Linked DNA regions of Mus musculus: region 1 is linked to region 2. A link is a contact called in public Micro-C data. All regions are on one chromosome and are shown on one strand. Each heading gives the region's core, a stretch centred on a gene start, on an enhancer-like site or on the middle of the called end of the contact. The rest is flanking DNA. Distances are from core to core; before and after follow the strand shown. Region 1 holds the start of Foxc1 (forkhead box C1). Region 2 holds the start of Nrn1 (neuritin 1).

Evidence for each region. A called contact is a pair of places that touch in the nucleus more often than the background predicts.
Region 1: a contact with region 2 is called in a Micro-C map of embryonic stem cells, with 17 times the contacts expected there. The contact joins the promoter of Foxc1 here to the promoter of Nrn1 in region 2. A contact is called at or near these places in 4 of 39 promoter capture datasets (cranial neural crest, embryonic stem cells, frontonasal cranial neural crest and 1 more), 8 of 484 Hi-C or Micro-C datasets (embryonic stem cells and epiblasts) and 1 of 115 datasets of contacts at active chromatin or transcription factors (embryonic stem cells).

Annotation. Positions count from the first base shown.
Region 1 is chr13:31,803,265-31,809,763 of GRCm38.p6, reverse strand. Foxc1 (forkhead box C1) reads right to left here and starts at 3,118. Exons shown (of 1, transcript NM_008592.2): 1 at 1-3,118. The coding sequence starts at 2,556. The coding sequence ends at 895.
Region 2 is chr13:36,732,793-36,738,938 of GRCm38.p6, reverse strand. It overlaps Nrn1 (neuritin 1), which reads left to right and starts at 4,462. Exons shown (of 3, transcript NM_153529.2): 1 at 4,462-4,703. The coding sequence starts at 4,649.

The DNA.
Region 1 (6,499 bases), core at 1,869-4,368, 4.9 Mb after region 2:
TTGCAGAAAACGCTGTAGGGGGAAAAAAAATCTACTTAACAATTTTAAAAACTGAGTTTAGCGAAATTTGACATCACCTAGAAGTTTTCTCCACATTTAAAAAATCTGACAGAGACTAGGGAACTCCTACAATTTCCGCTCTGAAATCTTTTCTATTAAAGCTGTATTAAAGTATTCAGACATATAGGTCTTATTCAAACTGAATGGCAATTTATTAATAAACAAACAATGGATATGATCAACAAAAAGAAAAGGATGATAGAAGGAGATTAATACAGTTTCCCTTTTTATAATGAGAGAAAAGGCACATTTTAAAAGTTTCAGGCAATTTAACTTGAAAAGCTTTTGGAACACTTTCTGGTGTTTGGTCCGTAACATCCAACTACAAATTAAAAATAAATTACTATGTTGCAATTTACATTTAAAAACAAGTCCATGAATAAAAAGAAAGCGATTTTCATAAACAGGTACTTTCCCGTTCTTTCGACATAGGATAAAATATCTTACAGGTGAGAGGCAAGGCAGAGGCAGAGGGGCAAGACGAATGAGCAGGAAAGCGAGTCTCTGAACGCAAGAAACTTACGTGGTATCTGGAGTAAACTGTCCTTTAATAAACCATGATTTTGTTGTCTGTACAAAATAGTTTACGGTTTTGCTTACTTAGATAAGGCAAAAATGGAGGAGGTTCTGCATTAATCTTTTAGGAAAATAGGTTTTCTTTGAGCTGATGCTGGTGAGCTGAATTTCAGGAGAGATTCTGTTCGCTGGTGTGAGGAATCTTCTCAAGTTTTAAAATTTGTATGTTTTTAGTTTCGATTTTGCATTGCTGGATTCTTTTACTGTTCCTGCTCTGGGGTTCCATTCCATTTGGCTCTAAGAGTGCCGGGAATAGGGTCAGAATTTGCTACAGTCATAGACGAAAGCCCCCGACGTGCGGTACAGAGACTGACTGGCAGGGAAAGCCATCTGACAGCTACTATTCCCATTCACCGGGGAGTTGTTCAAGCCGATCCGCTGAGACTCGAACATTTCCCGCACCGAGTGGAAGTTCTGCTGCTGGCCAGGGTAGCCTGCGGCCGCCGCAGCCGCCGCCGCGCTCGCCAAGTGGCCCAGGTCTCCACCTGCCTGGTTCAGGTACCACGAGGTGAGTCGGCCCTGGTGGGATGCAGGGTGGTGGCTGGCCTCCTGGCCGCCCCCGCCATGACTCAGGGACGAAGAGCTGCTGCTGGTCGCTGGAGGCAGCGAGTAGTCGGGCAGGGGGTCGTCCACCGCCGCGCTGCCCGCGCCTCCCGCCGGACCCTGCAAGTGGCCGCCACGCTCGCCCGCCGCGTACAGGCTCATAGCCTGCAGGTTGCAGTGGTAAGTGGCGGCGCCCCCCGTACCCGCAGCGCTGCTGCTGCCGCCGCCTCCGCCGCCGCCGCCACCCCCGCCGCCCGAACTGCCCGCACTGGAGCTCTGGCTGCAGGGGGAGCTGTAGAGGGAGCTCTGGCCCGGAGAGTAGGCACCCAGCGCCAGCGGGGGCGCGATGCCCGCGCGCGAGGACGCAGCCGCCGAGGCCAGGAGGCCGGAACCGAGCTCAGCGGCCGAACCCTGCGGCGACCCCCGCAGCGACGTCATGATGTTGTCCACGCTGAAGCCCTGGCTGTGATGCGGCGGCGGCGCAGGCTGTGGCGGCGGCGCGGGTTCTGCAGCGTCCAGGCTGAGCGGCCGCGCCGACGGCAGGCTGCCCGGGGGGCTGCTCCCGCTCGACAAGCTGCTGCTGCTGCTGTCGGGGCTCTCGATTTTGGGCACTGTGGCGGCGCTGCCGCTGCCTAGGGCGGCAGCCGGGGACAGGGGCTGGGGAGGCGAGGGACACGTACCGTTCTCCGTCTTGATGTCCTGGATGCGCACGGGCGGCGGCTGTGGCCCGGGAGCGGAGCCCTCGGCCTGCTCCGGGGGCGCGGGCGCGGGCTGGCGGCCGGCCTGCGGCGGTGGCGGTTCTTGGAGGTGCAGCCGGCCCTTCTCCTCCTTGTCCTTCACTGCGTCCTTCTTCTTGAAGCGCCGCCGCCGCCGCAGGAAGCTGCCGTTCTCGAACATGTTGTAGGAGTCCGGGTCGAGCGTCCAGTAGCTGCCCTTGCCTGGCTTCTTGTCGTCGCGGGGCACCTTGACGAAGCACTCGTTGAGCGAGAGGTTGTGCCGTATGCTGTTCTGCCAGCCCTGCTTATTGTCCCGATAGAAGGGGAAGCGGTCCATGATGAACTGGTAGATGCCATTCAGAGTGATCTTCTTGTCCGGGGCATTCTGGATGGCCATGGTGATAAGAGCGATGTAGCTGTAGGGCGGCTTCACCATGTCCTTGGGCTGCGGCTGCGGCGTATAAGGCCCGTAGGCGCGCGCCATGCTGCCCGGGTACTGCTCGGCGTGAGCAGGGTGCGAGTACACGCTCATAGGGGCCGGCATGGCGGTGTAGCCGCCCCCGGCCGCCGCCGCGGCAGCGCGATAGTAGCTCTGCTCGCCGCCGAGGTAGGGCACCACTCCCAGGGAGTTGGGGCTGGACACCGAGTAGCGCGCCTGCATGGCCCCGGCTCGCCGCCGCCAGGCGCAGCCCGCCGCCCCCCACCCTCGCTCGGGCCGGGCCGCGCCGCACCGGCCGCCGAGTCCGAGTCCGGGCCGCGCCGAGCTACCGCGGGCCCCTCCGCGCTGCGTCTGTCCCGGCCGCGGCCGCCTCCTTGCGCCCTGGGCCGCTCGGCCTCTCCCTGCGCTCGCCTGGCGCCTCGCAGCCCACTCAGTTCCCGCGCGGGCGGCGAGGGAGGGTCGCTGCACCCGGAGAGGGCCAGACCAGGACGCTGCAAGCCGCCTCGGAGGAACGTTCGGATCAACTTCCAGGCGCAGTCGGGGCAAAAAAAGAGACAAAAGTTAAAAAAAAATTAAAAAAAAAAAAAAACAAAAACAAATAAAAAAAATAAGGCGCCCTGCTCGCCACTGCCTGCGCCTTCCAGGAGACACTGCTCGGGGCTGCTGGCTAAGGCGGCCAAATAACCAGGGGCGGGGGCAGCGCGCCGGCCGCCTTCCCGGGCCCCCGCGTCACCTTTTCTCAGTCTCTTGCGCCGGCCGCTTAAGGAAGCATTGGGAAAACTTCTGAACTTTTGAGCATCCGTCACCCAGGCGAGGACTTTTTTACGCAGTTACATTTTTTTCCGGGCAGGGGAGCCCCGCCCCACTACGGAGGCGGCAGCCAATGGGAGGCGAGAGACGCCTGTGAATGAGCCAGCGGCCGAGCTCTGCCGGCCCGCTCCTGGCGGCTGGAGGACCGCGGGGCTGACCACACGCGCGCCGGCTGCCCGGGCCCGGCGCCCGCGCCCCTGCCCGCAGCCCGCGCTCGGTCCTCCCACCGCACCCACCCACTCACTCCCAGACTCTGCGGTTCTCCCGGTCTGCGGACTTTCGGAGTCCTCACCGGCCCGGAGACCCTTCCTGCGTCCACTGTTCCCAGGCCTCCACGGAGCCCTCGAGTCACACAGGATCTGCCTCAGTCCTTACTCTACCGTGCTGTCTCCAGCGCCGGGAGTTTCTCCGTCCTTTCCAGCCCTCCGCCCATCCCTTGTCCTCTCCTTTCCGAATATCCCTCTCCCTGCTATCACCGGTCACACCAACATCACATTTGCTCTCCACAGGCAGGTTCTCCAGTCCGACTTTAGGTTACCAAGGCTGTTACAGCCGCCGGGGTTCCAGTGAGGAAGAAGATGGTATTTCGGTGCCTCGCCCCACTCCCTGCTAGCAGTAAGCGGAGGGGATAGAAACTTGGAACTTCAAACGTGTGTTAAGCTGATGGAATGTGTAGGCCACATTGAGGAGCACGGGGTTCACAGGCGTTCCAGGGCTTAAAAGAGCTAGAGAGTTCGGGCTAAGAGGACTCCAGAAGTTTCCTCGACAAACCATGCGTTGCCCCTCTGTCCTGACCAGTACATTTTGGCTCGTAGGGGCAGTTAAGTTCAAAAGAGCTCGGTGACATTAGTAGTTGTGGTGAAGCAGAGTCAGGTAAATATCCCCAAGAACTTAAGGCTTCCCCCAGCCACTCTCAGCCTCTACCCATTCCAGGGCAGCTGTCTCACAGAGTCTGAGTTGGAGGAAGTGTTCAGAATTGCACCTACAAGGCGGCTTAAAGATTTTGAAGAGATAAGCCCCGAATGATCCTAGATATTCCGTGATTAAACCTCAAGGCTGCAGCCTCTGGGTGACTAGAACAGGATGGGTAGAGATGGGGGTGGGGGGGCGGTATTGGAGGATCTGAGAGGATAGGCCTCCCTCTGACTGAAAAACAACCCTGTATTTCAGCAACTGGTCCAGAAAAAAAAAATCTGACAGAGTGGGCACCAGGTCGTTTGCTAGAAGATGGGTTTGAGAGAAACACTGTGAAAAAGTGTTTGTGAATATTTTTCACCTCGGTTCCTCCGATTTCTGGTAATCTTTAACGCTAGGACTTGCTGGGAGTCAAAAGGTTTACCGACTTGAACCTTCTTTCCCTCACTAACACACACACACCATCACCACCACCTCTCCCTTAGTAGATAAAGATGCTTATTTATGCAGTAGGCACAGCTCTGTTTTGCTTGAACATATGCTTATACGCACATACATACATAATACATACATGTGTGTAATTTCAAAATGGGCATTTATATCAAGGAAAGAAGACTCATGTTTCTAGAATTCACACACAAACACAACACTCTCTCTCTCTCTCTCTCTCTCTCTCTCTCTCTCTCTCTCTCTCTCTCTCAAAGGGAAGCAAGCAGTTTGCATCCTGGTCTAGCACAATGTGGGCTCACTTGATCCTCTATTCCCAGATGTTTGCAAGACTAAGGACACTGTTGGACTGGGAGAAGTACCAGAGTCAGCAGTTGTTCCTAAAGATTCTTGAATGTGGTGAGAGTATAAGCTACACGTCCTAAAATATAAATTCATGTCTCCTTCTAGCCCAGCACACCAATGGCCTCACCAGCTCCTGACGCTGTGGCTTTAAGTCCTGGGTCTGGCCCTAGCTGGAGTACAATTAGAAAGTGATCGTCCCCTACACCTTGGCATTTGGTTCTTAAGCTGTGTGTGCACAACCAGCTGTGTGGTAGGATGATCGCAGCTTTTAGCAACTTCGCAGCTTTTAGCAACTTGTTTGTTTTCTGATTGTGGGGTTTCCACATTCCAGCGGGCGGGGTTCTGTAAGAGACAATGTGTTGCGTGCCCTCCCCCAGTCCCCAATTGCTCCCCAACCCCCAGTCCTTAGAAGTGTAAACAGTTTGTTCTGTAAATAACAAATCAAACAGCAGTGGTGTTTTCTGTTGCCCTCCTGGCTTTGGATATAAAATTTGACATTGTGAAATTCGTATTTGGCACGCGGGGGGGTGGGGGGGGTGTTCAGTTTTACAAAGATCAACTTTCCATGGTTTGGCTCTGGATAATCGCCAGGAAAAGATATTTGCATTTGGTTTTTATATGCTTACTCGGAAGCAAGCCTCCAGTGAACGGTTTGATTGTATTTCAAGCGCTTGGTGTTTTATTGTTGTTACTGGCTGTTGTTTGAACGTGAAGATGCAGTCTTTGGGGGGTACAAGCTAAAGTTTTCATTTTTGTGTTGAAGTTTTGGATGCCCTCTTTCTGTTGTCCCCCGGGCAATCACTTTGCCGTCTCCCCGACAACCTGTGACTTGATTGGGAGAAATACCGCAGGACCCCTTGGGCATCTTTTTTGACACCTTGGGTACTTGCAGCTTGAAAGTCCCCGCAAGCGACAGCGGTAATGAATGTTTGGTGAACTGGTGGCTGAGGCGCAGCCGACCTTCGTTCCCCTCTCTGACCCTCCTGGAGAGGTTACAATTCCCCAGGCCCAAGGAAGGGATCTTAGCTTTGAGAAAGAGGTATGACGTCACGGTAACGGTTTAAAAAAAAAAAAAAAAAGAGGCCTCTGTGCCTCTGTGGGCCCCTCCTGCACAAAAGCACCGGGAAGCGGGCTGTGGCGGAGAGCTTCTGGAATGCCCGGATTGGGGACGTGGTGACACCACAGGAATGGGGAGTGGGGCCAAGGGCCAGCAACACCGAGGCTGGTCACCAGAACCTGGAAAAGCTATTTTCCGATTTCTAGTTAAGGGAGTAAAGATTGGATGGAGAGACGCTTTCAGAAATTCACTCCCGCAGGGTGTGAAACAGATCGACTTGTGTTCCCTAGGCGGTACACCCCCCCCCCCCCCAGACCCCACTCATGTCAGGCCTAAGATTCCTCTGCCCATTTGCAGTAGTTTTATTCTCTTGGTTCGGTGTTTAGCCTTTGGAAGCCCCTGCGTGTGCATCGAGGGTCAGGACTAGTTGTACCCGAGATGGTACAACCCTCCACGGCTCCCCAGGGGGCTGGTGTCAGTAGAGGTGGCTTTCCCAGCTGGAAGATGAAGTGGGCCTGGGCCGGCGACAACTGTCCCAGCAGTGTGTATGGGAAACTTCCCACGAGGCTACCACGACAGACAAGTAGGGCA
Region 2 (6,146 bases), core at 3,213-5,712:
CTGGTGGATAAAACTTACTTTTATGAGAGAGAGAGAGAGAGAGAGAGAGAGAGAGAGAGAGAGAGCATGTGTATAGTATGTGTGTGTTGTACATATATATATATGAGTGTGTATGTGTATAAAGTATGTGTGTATGTTTATAGAATGTAGGTTGTGTGTGTGTGTGTGTGTGTGTGTGTGTGTGTGTGTGTGTATCCTCTGGTTAGTCTCTCTATGAAGCTAGTAGTATTCAGTCATGGATCCCCATGATGACCTTACCAGGTCCTAATCACTCCCCAAAAGCCTTGCCTCTGAACACCATAGTTTCATTAAGTTACCTCTCTTTTAATATCTCACTACAGTGATTAAATTTCAATACAGGAACCACTGGGGGGACACACTAACATTATGAAAACTGTAGCAAACCCCATAACTACCTAGAATTGATTTTTTTAACTAATTTATTTTAAAATAACTTGGAACATTAAAGAAAGCAATACCAGGGAAAAAAACCAAGAACTCAAATCCCCTTTCACTTTCTCCAACTCTTGATATTTTTTACCGTGTTTTCCCCGTGCAATTAGTTGGCCTTCGTTCTAGCAGTCCTTGCTTGAGGCTGTGGAGCAAGCTTGAGATGCCTTGTGTCCCCTAACACTCCAGGATGTACCGCCCCCCCAAGAAGAAGACTTTTCTAGTGTTCAGCACACAAGTCTCCTGTCAGAGATCAGAGCTCACACAACGTCAAAGTGCCACTCAGGGAGCTCTCTCGAGGGTTTAATTGTGTCAGCTCTGCTCCTTCTGGTCCAAGGATCACACACGGGAACACAAATCACACGTAATCCATTGTGGAGAGGGACCGTGGAGATGTTCACGGTCACCTCAACATTCTCTGTCTACATTCCACAGCAACCATGCTTATTTTAAAGAGGAGAGCGATGACTTCCGGAATCCAAATGTCTGCATTAAAACCAAGTTTCCTCAGTCAGCCATAGATTTCGAGACTAAAGGTGTCACTAAATTTTGAAAAGGGGGAAAAGGCACCTCACCAAGGAGTAAGCTTGAGGGTAGAAAAGGGGCTGCTAACATGGGTTCATCTTGTTTTTTAACTAATACTTTTCTTTCACATACAAGATAATGGGTTTGATGAGGACGTTTCACAGATGTAAACACTGTGCTTGGTTCGGCTTCTTTTCTGGCCTAGAAGGCAGAAATGGGAACTCCCACTGGTCCTGGCAACTGTTCTCACAAACAATTTCAAGGGGATGTGTCTTGAGATGGCAGCTTCTGGGAAGTCTGTGCATGGTGAACTAGAAGAGGGAGCAGGGAACTCAGCTCATAAACTGCTCAGCCAAACTGGAGTGGTGGCCCAGCCTGAATTGAGAGAGAACCTGGGTGTTTCAGGGAAAGGAACTCTGCCTGCCTGTCATTTACACACACCTACATTTGGTGTTCCTCATGTTCAGCCTGAAGACCCAAACAGCACCAAGAACTCTTTTTTTTTTAAACGTTTTGTACTGCATTTAGGAAAATTAGTTATTGGAAGGGGAACCATCTTTATCCCTGTTGATCTATGACAGACATTTTTTTGCTTAGATATTATACTTTGGCTTGGACGTCCCCTCTTACAGACATGTCCACGGTATTCTAAGAAAGCTCTAATTCATAAAAAGGTAGAGTTGAAGATCCTCTGGAAATCGCATCATAGACCTGTCCTCTTCGTTTTCAGATTGGGAGAATGAAACCCCAAACCTCCCAGGGATGCCCAAGGTCATGTGAAGGACAGGGCTAAGTATGACATGAATAGGCTTTTCAAATTAATAAAAGAAATGACCTCCAGTCCACCCTCAACCATGAATACTGCCCTGTGATCTCAGTCATCCTTGCCCATGATCTTGGCTTTTATTTCCCTTCGGTTAAAAATAGGAAGAAACAAAGCCTTCCTGGGCCTAGACTGAAGAATGACCTGTGATTTTTAAAGGTTAGAAATTTCAAAAACAAAAACATCGTTAGCATCTGCTTTCAATTATTCATTCTCCCGGATTATTTATGGACTGTACCTCTGCCAGACTCTTGCTTCACTTTTTTTAAGCCTTGTACCAGGGAAGGGAGGCCAGGAAGTAGAGGGGGCCAGTGTAAAGGGAAGGACCAGCAGGCACCCAGGTGGCAAGGAACAGCGGGTTCAGAATCTACGCAGGCGCGCAGGACTGCAGACGCCTTGAGCGCACGATTCACTCAGCTCCATTTAGTTTTTCAATGCAGCTTCCTCACACCTGAAGCCTCTGGTTTTAAGTGAGAAGGGATGTAGTAGGGAAGATCCCATGGCACCCACTGAAAATGTTCTAGAAGGTCCCGATGCGTGAGCGGGAGAAGGCAAGGACGTTGAGGGTACGAAATGTAAATTCCCGGGTACTCAGGCTCTGAGACTTTGGAGCGGAGACAGGAGGACTCGGCTCAGAGCCACGGACGTGGGTGGAAGATGGGGAAACCGGTGGCCCTGTGCGTGGAACCCTGAAGGGACAAGGGAGTATGGGGGAAGAGCTTCCAACCTTGAGGTCCCGCCCCTTGCCAGCCCCTTCTCTACCATTGGAGAGCATTGGGGGAGGGTCCGAGGGACGCCCCCCCCCCCACTCGCCACCCTTCTCGCCCCGCCTCCTTCCCGCCCACCTTTTCTGCTTTTCTGGGAGCCTCTGAACACTGGGGCAGGAAACTCCTGGCCCCGCCACTGGGCCCCTGGACACCGGGAAAGCGCGCCCCCGCTACCCCGCCCACCCACCACTGACATCACCAGGGGCAGGGACGTGGCTCCGCCCCTACAGCCGTGGCAGCTTGCCCTGGTTCTGCAGTTCTGCAGGGCTGCAAGCTTGGGTCCCCTCGGTGCGCGCTTTTCAGCTTCTAGTTGCCTCAAGACCCTCGCGGTCCTACTCAGTCCCTCCACCGCCCGTCACCTGACCCCAGTTTTGCACCCTTTTCTCCCTTTCTCCGTCTGTGTGCACAGATGGCTGACTGTGTGGGCTCCCAGTGCAGGGGCTTCGAAAGGCAAATTAAACGGAAGCCCGGTCTCCCTAATCCCCTTTCATTTCTGCCACTAACCTAGCCTTACGCGGTCGCCCTGCAGTCTTATAAAATATGAAGGCTCTTTTATTTTTCTCCTTTCGCATATCTCTTCATTGGCTCAAGTAATACAGTTAGCCAATGCGGCCATCAACATTTGATTAAAGACGCTAGAATTCAGACTGGGAAAGAGGGTGTGGTGCATTGCAGAAAAGGAGAAAAAAAATCAAAACTTAATTTCATTTAAGAAGTAGCCCTGATTATTTTTCCATCTTACACGATCCACTACAGGACCTTGCACGAACGCAGCTGAAGAGATATTTCTTTACTGCAGTCAGTGCTGGATCATCAAAAAATAAAATAAAGAGCGCAGGTGTGTGTGGGTCTGGGTGTGTACGTGATGGACGTGGGTGCGTGTATCAACATGTCAGTGTGACCCTACAGATGACTTCAGGAGGCCCCAGAAAGGAGTTGTACACCAGAGCTTGCCTTGGAAATTTCCTAAAGCGCGAAGAGTTTGTAAACCACAAGAAACCGAAATTTACCCTAGCCTAGGCTTCTTGCCCGACAGCCTTTCCAACCCCCTAAAATAGGTGTCTCTATGCCTGGTATAGATGCCCCTCGGTGGGTGAGCGTCGCGAATAGTGACATTCACAAGAGGGCACGCAGAGTCTATTTCTGGGGGCCCCCATGCGAGCCGAACGAACCCCCGGGGCCTGGGTGTGTACGCGCGCTCGCGTGCGGAGTGTGCGGGCGAGCTCGGGGGCGCTCCCGGGCGTGCGCTTTTGTGAGTGTGTGCGTGTGCTGGGGGGCCGGGTTATGTGCTCACGCGCTCTAGGCTGCGCCTAGAGCTCAACTGTGGGGCTGGAGAGAAAACTAGGGTAGGCAAGTGAGGGGGTCTGCACCCCACTGAGGGCGAGAGAAGGGTGATTCGGACCGGAGGAGTCTCTCCCCTCTGTCCTCCCTGGGCCCAAAGCTCCCCAAACCTCTCTGCAGGGTTGGAAGTGTCTGGGTTCGTTGTGGCGCCAGTGAAGGAGGGAGCAGGTTGAACAATCGAGTGGGCGCACCAGGACTCCCCGTCTCCGGGGCGGGGAGAGGAGAGGGAGCCCCGATTCTGCGCAGGGAGGGGGCGGGGCTGGGGGCCCCTGGAACGAGGAGGCGGGGGTGGCCACTGGGATGAAAATCAGTCACTACAGAGAGGCGAGATTTCGTTGAGATCGCACATTAATTGGAGATATCTGATTAATTCCAGAGTCTTATGACTATAAATGGTGATTCTCTACCAAGGTGTCTATATTATAAAAAAAAAAAAAAATCAATCCGTGTCATCCCCCACGTCAGGCCTGCTCGTGGGCGTGAGGCTGTACTTCCTCCGCCCCCTCCTAATGGAGTGAACCATTCCCAGCTCTCCCCCCCCCCCCCCAGCCTCTCACTCTCTCACTCTCTTTCTGTCTCTTCCTCGCTCCCTCTCTTTCTCTCCTCCCTCTGCCTTCCCAGTGCATAAAGTCTCTGTCGCTCCCGGAACTTGTTGGCAATGCCTATTTTTCAGCTTTCCCCCGCGTTCTCTAAACTAACTATTTAAAGGTCTGCGGTCGCAAATGGTTTGACTAAACGTAGGATGGGACTTAAGTTGAACGGCAGATATATTTCACTGATCCTCGCGGTGCAAATAGGTAAGTGGCCGCCCGGTACGGCTTGGTAGGCGACCGGAGATTGCCTACCCCAGAGGCGCCTAAGGGGACTTGCTGGCCAGGGTCTGCCGCTGGTTGCAGAAAACCCTGCAGACTCCCTGAGTCGGGGCATTAGCTCTTGGGGACTCTGGAAGGAGTTCTGGTTTGGTTTTCCTAAAGAAAGTGATTTCTTTTGCAGGGAAGTGTGTGTGTGTGACCGGCTGTTTTCCAAGGGGGGTTCTCCCTTTTCTCCAAAGCGCACATCCATTTTTTTCCTCCCTCTTTGGGGTTAAAACAGGATCTGAGCGCTCGTAGCATTTGTCCCCTGTTATACTGCAAGATACTATCTTGAGGGGTCAAAAGGTAAAGGGAGGAATAAGATGCCTAGGTAGCTAGGGCTGAAAAGTTTATATGCAGAAAGCAAAGATATTCTAAGGCTGCCCTCAAACTGCAGCATTTAGAACTTTGTCCTTCCTCCGCCCCTCCCCCTAGATCTTAGCTGCAGCGTTTGCTCCGGGCACCGCAGACTACTCCGAGAAGGATAAATCAACCAAATATTCACTGATATACTTTTTCAGGGTCATGTGTGTCTGTGATTTTTGGCAGATTAGCATCTCTATTATTTTTATACAGGAAAGTGGTTTAACGTGTTCGCATTTTGTCTTTTCGTGGGTTTGTAATTTTTGTTTGTGGCGGTTTATTGGATGGATTTATTTAGCCCCCCCCCCCATTTCATGTTAAGGAATGTGAGTCTCAGCTACACTGTTGGGAGGCTTTTTTAAAGTTTATATTTTTCCATCCAAAATGCAAATGTTTTAAGTACTAGTGAATCCGCTTATGTGATACTGGATGGAAACATTAATTAATGTAACTGAAAAGGGAAATTAAAGCAGCTTATTAATAGAATGGACAAAAGGAAAAAAATAGAAAGTCTCCCAGTGGTTATTCTGCAGATGGAGAAAACTGTTCGTGCCAGGCTGGAGCGTTCTTTACAGACAAATCCTTGCAGCATTTCAGGGGTGCGTCAGGGAATTTGTGTGGGACAAGAGAAGAAATACTTAACATTTTTTCTTCATAAGAAATATAGAGAAATTGGGGCTTTCGGAGCATTAAAACTGATTCTTTCTATGGGGTCCATATGCATTTGCCATATTCTTGAGAATTTGTTTGGGGGATTTTTTTGGTTGTTTATTTGTTTATTGTTTTGCAGAAACTGGGATTTTTGCAAAGCAAGGAGCATGCACCGGGATGTTGCCTTTTCCTTTAATTTTAGGAGATGACTTAATGCTTTGCATCTGGTGGTTTTGTGCCTTTGACATTAGTTCAAAGAGCTGCAACCATCCTAGGACATAGATCCCAAGGGCAGCAAATGCTGTAAGTGTTAGAAATAAGTGAGTGTGGCATTTTGCAGTTAGACGACTAATGTTCATAGATTAAGAAACAGCT